Regions from separate parts of the Mus musculus genome. Here regions 1 and 2 are each linked to region 3. A link is a contact called in public HiChIP or PLAC-seq and Micro-C data. All regions are on one chromosome and are shown on one strand. Each heading gives the region's core, a stretch centred on a gene start, on an enhancer-like site or on the middle of the called end of the contact. The rest is flanking DNA. Distances are from core to core; before and after follow the strand shown.

Evidence for each region. Hi-C and Micro-C count contacts between places; a contact is called where the count stands out from the background. HiChIP or PLAC-seq counts read pairs in DNA pulled down with a chosen protein or histone mark.
Region 1: a contact with region 3 is called in a Micro-C map of embryonic stem cells, with 2.1 times the contacts expected there. The contact joins the promoter of Dync1li1 here to the promoter of Osbpl10 in region 3. A contact is called at or near these places in 1 of 39 promoter capture datasets (pre-B cells), 1 of 484 Hi-C or Micro-C datasets (embryonic stem cells) and 1 of 9 other capture datasets (liver).
Region 2: an H3K4me3 HiChIP or PLAC-seq map of embryonic forebrain shows a contact between it and region 3, with 4 times the contacts expected there. The contact joins the enhancer-like site here to the promoter of Osbpl10 in region 3. A contact is called at or near these places in 6 of 39 promoter capture datasets (the 3T3-L1 cell line, 3T3-L1-derived adipocytes, embryonic stem cells and 2 more), 2 of 484 Hi-C or Micro-C datasets (cerebral cortex and cortical neurons) and 4 of 115 datasets of contacts at active chromatin or transcription factors (bone marrow-derived macrophages, embryonic forebrain, embryonic hindbrain and 1 more).

What each region holds. Positions count from the first base shown.
Region 1 is chr9:114,687,445-114,690,144 of GRCm38.p6, forward strand. Dync1li1 (dynein cytoplasmic 1 light intermediate chain 1) reads left to right here and starts at 1,387. Exons shown (of 13, transcript NM_146229.2): 1 at 1,387-1,583; 2 at 1,765-1,838. The coding sequence starts at 1,438.
Region 2 is chr9:115,243,945-115,246,644 of GRCm38.p6, forward strand. It overlaps Stt3b (STT3, subunit of the oligosaccharyltransferase complex, homolog B (S. cerevisiae)), which reads right to left. Exons shown (of 16, transcript NM_024222.3): 15 at 2,101-2,313; 16 at 1-101. The coding sequence ends at 21. Among named protein-coding and RNA genes, the nearest start is that of Gm26962, 45 kb to the left of the region's middle. Within about 2 kb of position 1,302, at least 16 of the 459 cell types and tissues checked have an H3K27ac peak or open chromatin away from gene starts, as enhancers often do.
Region 3 is chr9:114,977,082-114,979,781 of GRCm38.p6, forward strand. It overlaps Osbpl10 (oxysterol binding protein-like 10), which reads left to right and starts at 1,404. Exons shown (of 12, transcript NM_148958.3): 1 at 1,404-1,883. The coding sequence starts at 1,597.

The DNA.
Region 1 (2,700 bases), core at 137-2,636, 290 kb before region 3:
TTAGATTCAATTCCCAGCACCCACATGCTAGCTCTCAACCCAATCCACGTTCCAGGGAATTGATGCTCCCTTCGGGCCTCTACTGGCACCAGGGCATAGACATTCATGTGGTGCACAGACATACATCCAGGCAAAATACCTGTATACATAAAGTAATAAATATATCTTTGACAGAAGATTTAAAAATAAAAACAGTAATTACCACGCGCTGAACACTTATGATTTTCTGGGCACAGTTATAAATCTTTTATGTGAATCATCCCATTTAATCTTCCCTTTATCCCACATTACTAGGGTCTGAACTCGAGATTAGCGAGTGGACAAACCCTAGTAAATGCAGTGCCTGTAGCAAATGCAGCGCGGGGTTGTGGATTTTCTCGCTTGCATAGTAGCATCATCACTCGGGTCACGTGAACGAGCTCTCTTCAAAGTAAGGGGAAAAAATGTTCAAAAGTCAGACTATCTTCAGCAATTGTTCTTATGGGGCGCACGACAGCCTTAAAGCCATCGACTCTTTCTGGAAACAGGCCTTAGATTTTCCATTATATTTAGCTAATCAAGTTCTAGTAGAGAATTATCTGGGGTCTGGCTTAGGTTCTCCGTGCTTGTGTATTAACCATGGTAACGGAGAGCCGACTCCTGTAGGGAGTCTTTTCAGATCTCACAGGAATCTGAAACATCAGACATCAGACCAGAGGTGGGCATAGTGATGTGCACCGGTTCACCTGCCTCAGCACTTAGGACCCACAGGCAAGCAGATCGGTAAAGACTCTAGCCTGGGCTACGTGAGATTCCCATCAGAAAACAAACCAAAACACAAATCCATCAAGACCATTAATTTTCCAAGTGTTGCCAACATTTATGTCTCGCAGTCGCAAAGAGTCTGGAAGAACCGGCTCCAGATGTGGGTCCACCTTGAGGTACTCATCGTCCTTTTAGAATTTAAGGAGGAAAGAGCAGAAATCCAGGACCGGGGTAGTTAAGGCTGTTGAACCCCACTTGGCCCAACTGAAGGGTGGGCAGCGCTGGATATCCACGCCGGTCCCAGGTTACCGCCCCACTGAAAGGTGGGAAGCTGCTTCGCTTACTGACATGCCCGGCACGCCCGGCGGGCAACCGGGATGACGGGTGGTGCACTTTGGGCGGCGTTTCAGCTTGGAGACACAGGGAAAACCAGCATTACCACAGTCCAAGCAGAGAATCAGGCCGCGCATGCGCGACCCGGTCTGCTGCCGCGCATGTGCAGCAGCGCCCTGCTCCTTGGACAACCCCTCCCCAGACCCCGCCCTCAGGCTTGGTCCCCGCCCCCGCAGGCGCGGTCGGCTCCCGAGCCCGGAGCGTCCATATCCGGGTTCCGTCCGCCGCTGCTGCCGCCGCCGCCGCAGTCGCCGCTTCGTTCTTCCAGCCCTGTCAGGAGTGGTGTGATTCCCGACCAAGATGGCGGCCGTGGGGCGAGTCGGCTCGTTCGGTTCATCTCCACCCGGGCTAGCCTCGACCTACGCCAGCGGACCCCTAGCCAACGAGCTAGCGTCGGGCAGCGGCGGCCCCGCGGCGGGCGACGATGAGGACGGGCAGAACCTTTGGTAAGGACCGCACCCCTCTCCGGTCCCCCGCGGGTTATCTCCTCGCCAGGGCGGACGCCTCTGGGATCCCCGAGCCCCGCGGGAGCTGGGAGACGGGCGGGGCCTCCCGGGAGCTGGGCCCGGCGGTTCTCGTCCTCGGTCGGGCCCGGCCTTACTTAGCCTGCGCCTTGCTCCCTGTTAGGTCCTGCATCCTCAGCGAGGTCTCCACGCGCTCGCGCTCCAAGCTCCCGACCGGGAAGAACGTGCTGCTGCTGGGTAAGTGATATCCGATGTGGCCCGGGTGCACGGTCACATCCGTTCGCCCACTGCCTTTGTGCGGACACTCGGGCCCGGCTGCGCCCCGCCTCCCGGCTTGCTGCTGACAGCTGGGGGGACAAGGGGTCCCTGGTCCTTCCGGCCTGGACCCTCCGGTCTTTTCTCCTCCCTGGGATGTGGGGTGGCTCTGTCATCTCCTCTGGGAGAGACAGAATGAACATAACACCCGAGGCACTCCCAGTGGTCTGGGATTCTACCTAGAAAGACGGGGACAGTTTTTGACAGAGATTGGTAGCATGAGGGCTCTTGGTGAGAGCCCCAGCGCAAATGCATGCCATCAATATTTAATAGCAGACTCTTTTGTGTAATTGACAGGAGCCAGAGACTGGGTCGTGAGGAGTGTTATTTGAATCAGCGTTCTCCCGTTCTCCCAGTGCTGGGTGCTCGGGTTGCAGTTGCCTTTTTAACTGTCACCTAATAACTCTGAAATTTGTAAAGGGCAGTAGAACAGCGTTCTCATTTAGTGCCCTCAGCGGAATGGCTGGAATAAGGGAGACATGTCTCCCCTTTCTCTTAGGTTTTTTTTTTTTTTTTTTTTTAAATCTACTGGCTGCAAAGTGAGGATAAAGGACCCAGGGACAATAAACAATCCCACTTAACAGTTTTGCAGGTCTTTCCAGCTCTGGGAGGAATTCCAACCCCCACCTTTTCTTTTTACATGCAGGATATTGGAGTGTATAATAGGGTGACAGTAATATTTTACAACTTGGAAGTGGGTGTTTCGAGACTTCAGACTCTTTGATTTTAGCCAAAAGGCTGAGAAACTGTGCTTGAAGAGTTTTAGTTACCTGAGATTCTCCAC
Region 2 (2,700 bases), core at 52-2,551, 270 kb after region 3:
GTGAGGCCAGAACAGCGCATTTAAACAGTCTTCTTAGAGGTCTTCTTGCCTTTCTTAAACACTAGCTTATTTTTAACGTAGCCACGCTTCCTTTTAGTAGTCTAGAAAGAGAGAAGAATACATGGAATTAGTTCAGGTGTCTCACACACAGAAGCACCTAGACACACCCAGCTTTTGTTATGAAAGTTAGTCTTGGGACCTGACAGTGCACTGCTGTCCTGTAAGAAAACTTGGATGAGTAGCTTTAGAGGACCGACAGCGTCCCTCCTGTCTCCCTCTTCAAGCACTACACGCTTAGTGGGAACAACAGCAGAGTCCAGGTCCAGTCTAAGGAACTAGAAAGGTGATGCTACTGCTGGCTAAGCAGCCGCAGGAAACTGGCTGTGTCAGAAATACAGTAATGGAGCCCGTCTCAGAGCCCCACTCTCCCATCTGCAGAATGAGGATGATAATCCATGTACCTTCAAAACTTAAAAGGCAAAAATCCCTTGGCCTATTCTGTCATGTCCTCTGAGGAAGGCAGCATGTCAAGATGAAAACAAACATTCCTCTAGTTTCATAAATCTTGTAAAAATAAAACAATTCTTCACAGCTTGTTGTCTAATATTGTTTATGTGGGCATATGTGTGCACTTAGGCATACACGCACATAGGTCCAACGCCAACCTCTACTGTTCTCCATCTTGTTTTTGAGACAGTGACAGTCTGTCACTGAACCTAGAGCTCACCAATTCAGCAAGGTTGGCCGGACAAGGGATCTGCCTGCCCCGCCAGTGGTAGGTTGACAGGTGTATGCTGCCTGTCATAATGTGCTTCTGATGCAGGTGCCAGGGATCAGGTCAGCAGTCACTTTGCCCACTGAGCCATCTCTCCAGCCCTACTAAAATGCAGGTGTTTCTGTAGAAGACTGCACCAGATATGGTTGGAGAAACTGCTACAAGGACATCTGCTAAACCAAGAGGATGGCCAGATCTAAGACGCAGAGGAAAGCACTGTATGTATCTCATGCAGGAACTAGGTTTTTACATTAACACTTGTTACCAAGGCTGCCCTGGTGGTGGAGAGAACCAACTCTACAGACTGTCTTCTGATCTCTGCACCTCAGGAGTGGGGCATACCTCCTCCTCCACTCCTCAAACTAAATATGTTAAAAATAAATTTCTATTTAGACATACATAGAGCCAGTATTCAGGAGGTGAGGACAGTAAAGTTTCTAGTTTCAGACCAGCCTAGTCTACACTGCAAATCACTTCATAAAAGTGAATACAAGTTACCACTTGGAAAGTCTAAGCGATGTGACTCATGTTCTGAAGTGGTGGGCGTGTACTTAGCCAGTGTGAGTGAACTGTTCAGGTTACGGAGTCCCTAGGGACTGCCTGCATCAGTTTACTGATCAGTACTATGCAACCATAGCCACGGTGGCACTCCTGACTGACGGCACCTCTCCCTGCGGCCACTGTCACTGTCAGCTATCTCTACTAGGGAAGGTTAGGACATCTACCCAACTTAAAGGAGTAATGACCCCAGTAAGAGACTACCTGACCCACTGTTTGTTAAGAAAGGACTGCCATGGTCTCCTCACAATCCCTGCCTACAAGCTCTGTCATAGTAATTACATTAAAAATAGGTAGCTTAAGAAAAGGGATTTGTTTGGGTTTTTGTTTCAGAAGGGCTCATTCAACTGCAGACAATCTACTCAGCAAACAAAATAAAAGCCCCATTCAAGAGTAGAGCATGAATACAAGTGTGCTTTAACCTGAAGAGGAGGAAGCAGTCACTACAGCTCTCCTAAGTTCTGAGTTTCATGCAGGCAGGACAGCACTAGCCAGACACCATTTAGATCCCAGGGAGAGATGCAGAGACTGGAGTAAGAATGCCTGCAGAAAAGCTTCCATTGGGGTTGCCAACAACCAGCAGGCCACCTGCAAAGTTGTGGCTTGAGGTTGCTCAAGTGCTCCTGATGAAAACAGGACTCCTGTAGCCTTGTATCTTCCTCACACAATCCGTCATGTTCTTCATGAGCAGTTGTTAGCATTTCCAATAGCAGCCTACTCACCCACTAACCCACTGAACCCAGGAGATTATTTCGGCAGGCACCCACCTTCTTTGACAAATACTTCTGTTTGGGGACGATGTTGGTGACTCGAGGTTTGTGACCTAGTGTCTCCCTGTTGTCAGGTGCTTTCACTTTATATATCCTGACAAGCCAGTGCTCTGATGTAAAAGCTTCCTCCAAATGCTTGAATTTAATGTCTTTATTTCCAATCTCAGCATTACGTGTTCGGTCAAAGCCTGGGGGAGTGCGAAAATCTAGCTGCGAAAGAAACATCAAAACCTAATGTTAGCCTTTTGGAAAACATTCAGTATTGCAAAGTAGCAACTACTGTCAAAGGACAATGACCTTTTTTTTAAATCTACAATACAGAATGGAAGAAGCATCATAACAGGTCTCAATGCCCAGATAGAAGAATTCATGAAGACAACTAGACCCATCAGAGTATATATGTCAGAGTCCTTACAAATTGATAGATATGCAGTGTAAGTGTGGTCCTGGGCATGGAGAAGGATGGAGGAGGATGGAGGAGAGTGGAGGAGAGTGGAGGAGGATGGAGGAGAGTGGAGGAGGATGGAGGAGAGTGGAGGAGAGTGGAGGAGAGTGGAGGAGAGTGGAGGAGGATGGAGGAGAGTGGAGGAGAGTGGA
Region 3 (2,700 bases), core at 154-2,653:
AACTTGCTCTGTAGACCAGGTTGGCCTCAAACTCAGAGAGATCCACCTCCCTCTGCCTCCTCATCCTCTGCTGTGATTATAGGAGTAGACCCCCCCACCCAGCTTCAGTGTGGTTCTCGTATTTCTTCTTGCAAGGCTGTTTTACTTTTTCATAATATGTGGACACCTGGAATTCCTATTTACGTGGTGGCCATCTCTTACCATCACCTCTGAAGCATCTGCATGGGCGTCTCCAGAGCTGAACCCTCTGAAAACTTTCAGACAGGTGTGAAGCTGAAAGGACTTGGGGGCTGTGCTTGTGAGAATGGACTCTACCTAGCAATTAAAAAAAAATCTATCTATCTATCTATCTATCTATCTATCTATCTATCTATCTATCATCTATCCATCTATCGTGTGTGTATGTGTGTGTGTAAGGAGAGGTCCCAGCTTCTCAGAGTTCTAATTTTAGAAACAACCAGATTGCATTGAATATTTATATCCACAACGATAACTAGTGGGCTGGAGAGAGCCCGATATCTCTCTGCCTTTGCTAAAGAGCAAGACAGATTGAGAAGAACCCAGCGTGTGGGTGGGCAAAAGAAGTTTCTTGGCGGACAGTGAAGTGTGTGTATGTGAGTCTTCTCATTTGCCCTCTGGTTTGGGCCCCTCTGGCTCTCGGGTGTGCAGTATCCAGCGCAGTGACTCCTCACTCTTGTTTGTCTGTGCCCATCACCCCTGGGATCAGGGTGAAGTGAGCGTGTGAGGTCAGGAGAACGCTCACTGGAAGGCACCTAGTCCTAGCCTGGTATTCGCTGTGCATCCATCCGATCTCTGACTTGTGGAACCGGCCCCAGCTGACAGCCTGCTCACCTGGGAGAGTCACCTGCTGCCCCTTCCTTTCCGCTTTCAAACCCATGGGAGAGCCCCGAGGGCCTTGCTGCCCTGTTTCTAGGCTCCCTCAGTGAGGCTAATTTTCAGGTGACCGTGTACGTGCTTGGCCCAGGCTCCTGTGCGCCGACACACCGAGAGGGAGCGTGCTGGTGTCAGGGACCGGGCGGGTCCATATCCGGGTGTACCGGGTGGGTAGGACCGTCCCTCCCTCCAGGTCTCGAGGTGGGTTGGGGGTGGGGAGAAGGGCGTGCGGAGATTTCCCCGGTCAGGATCCAAGTGAGGGGGCAACAAAAGGCTAGGGTGAAGGGGGCCGATGTAGGGCGTGCCCACTCTGTCTGCCAGGCCCGCCCCAGGAGCATCCTTAGCCCGGGCTCCGAGCGACTGCAAGGTTCGAGGAGCTGGAGGAGGAGGAGGGACCTGGAGCCCCGAACTTGCCCGAGAAGTGGCTGGAGGGCGGGGCCGGGCCCTGGTCGAGGCGGGAGGAGGGGCGGCCGCAGCTGCAGCTAGCCCGGCTGGCTTCCTTCCCAGCCCTCTTTCCCTCCTCCTCTTCTTCCTCCTGTATGAGTCAGGCATTTCCCGGGGAATCAGAGCAGCCACGCGCGGCCCGGGAGCCCGGAGCTGTAGCGGCAGCGGCGGCGGCGGCGGCGGCGGCGGAGGAGGAGGAGGAGGCGGCGGCGGGGCTGCCACCGCGGCGGCCACCGGCTCCCCGGGCGCGCAGCGATCATGGAGAGGGCGGCCCAGAGCACAGACGGCGGCGGTGGCGGGGGCAGCAATAGCAGCAGCCGGAGCAGCAGCCGCGCCACTTCGGCGGGCTCCTCGCCCTCCTGCTCCCTGGCTGGCCGAGGGGTGGCCAGCCGCTCTGGGGCCGCGGGACTGGGCGGCGGGGGCAGCCGCAGCAGTCCCGGCTCGGTGGCGGCTAGCCCGTCCGGAGGAGGCGGCCGAAGGAGGGAGCCGGCGCTCGAGGGCGTGCTCAGCAAATACACCAACCTCCTCCAGGGCTGGCAAAGCAGGTAAGGAGTCCGCCGCTCGCGCCCCCGCGCGCTCCCCGGGTGTGGAACGTGGCGCCACCCGCGGCTGGGGACTGCCTGGACACCTCGTCCTTCCTGCACCCTGGCGGGCGCCGCAGCAGCGGGAGGGAGGCAGGAACCCTGGTTTTCCTTGGGTGCTGAAAGCTGGCAGAATCTGGAGTGGCGTCGGGTGCGCCCTAGGTAGTTCCGGTGTCCTACCTGCTGAGGGTCTCTCACACCCAAGAAGAAGGGTTGAGAGGGACCCGCAGAGAGGGAATGCTCGGTGCCGGGCGCAGAAAGCATTCGGCACTCGTTGTCCAGCACAGTTCTCCCCACTCCGTAGTTCCTGTTAAAGTACGATGTTTGAAATACAACAAGGAACCTGTCACTTGTCATCTTTGGAGTGTCCCGCTCCCAGGGTGTGCATATCCCTTCCCTAGTGGGTGGCTTAACAGCGCAGTTTGTTATTATTCCCCGTTCAGGTGCATGTGAAGTTTCTTTGCTTCCCTCTCAAAGTTGCCAAGCCTTGAATTGGGCGTGGTGGCAGATGCTTGTAATGCTAGGCACTTAAGAGACATGAGGCCAGTGGACTTGAGTTTGGGGCTAGCCTGGGCTACATAGTGAATTCCAGGCTAGTCGGAGCCACATCGGGAGAACTTGCCCCAAAAAAGAAGTTGGCAAGTCTAGTGATGGACAGACTTCTGGAAGGATCGGGATGTCAGAGAGTGGAGTTCTCAGCATACATGGGGTGATGAGGTGTGGACTTCTGTTGTATGGAAGGACTTAAGGATCAGGCACAACGGCCTCTGTCTGTCTGTCT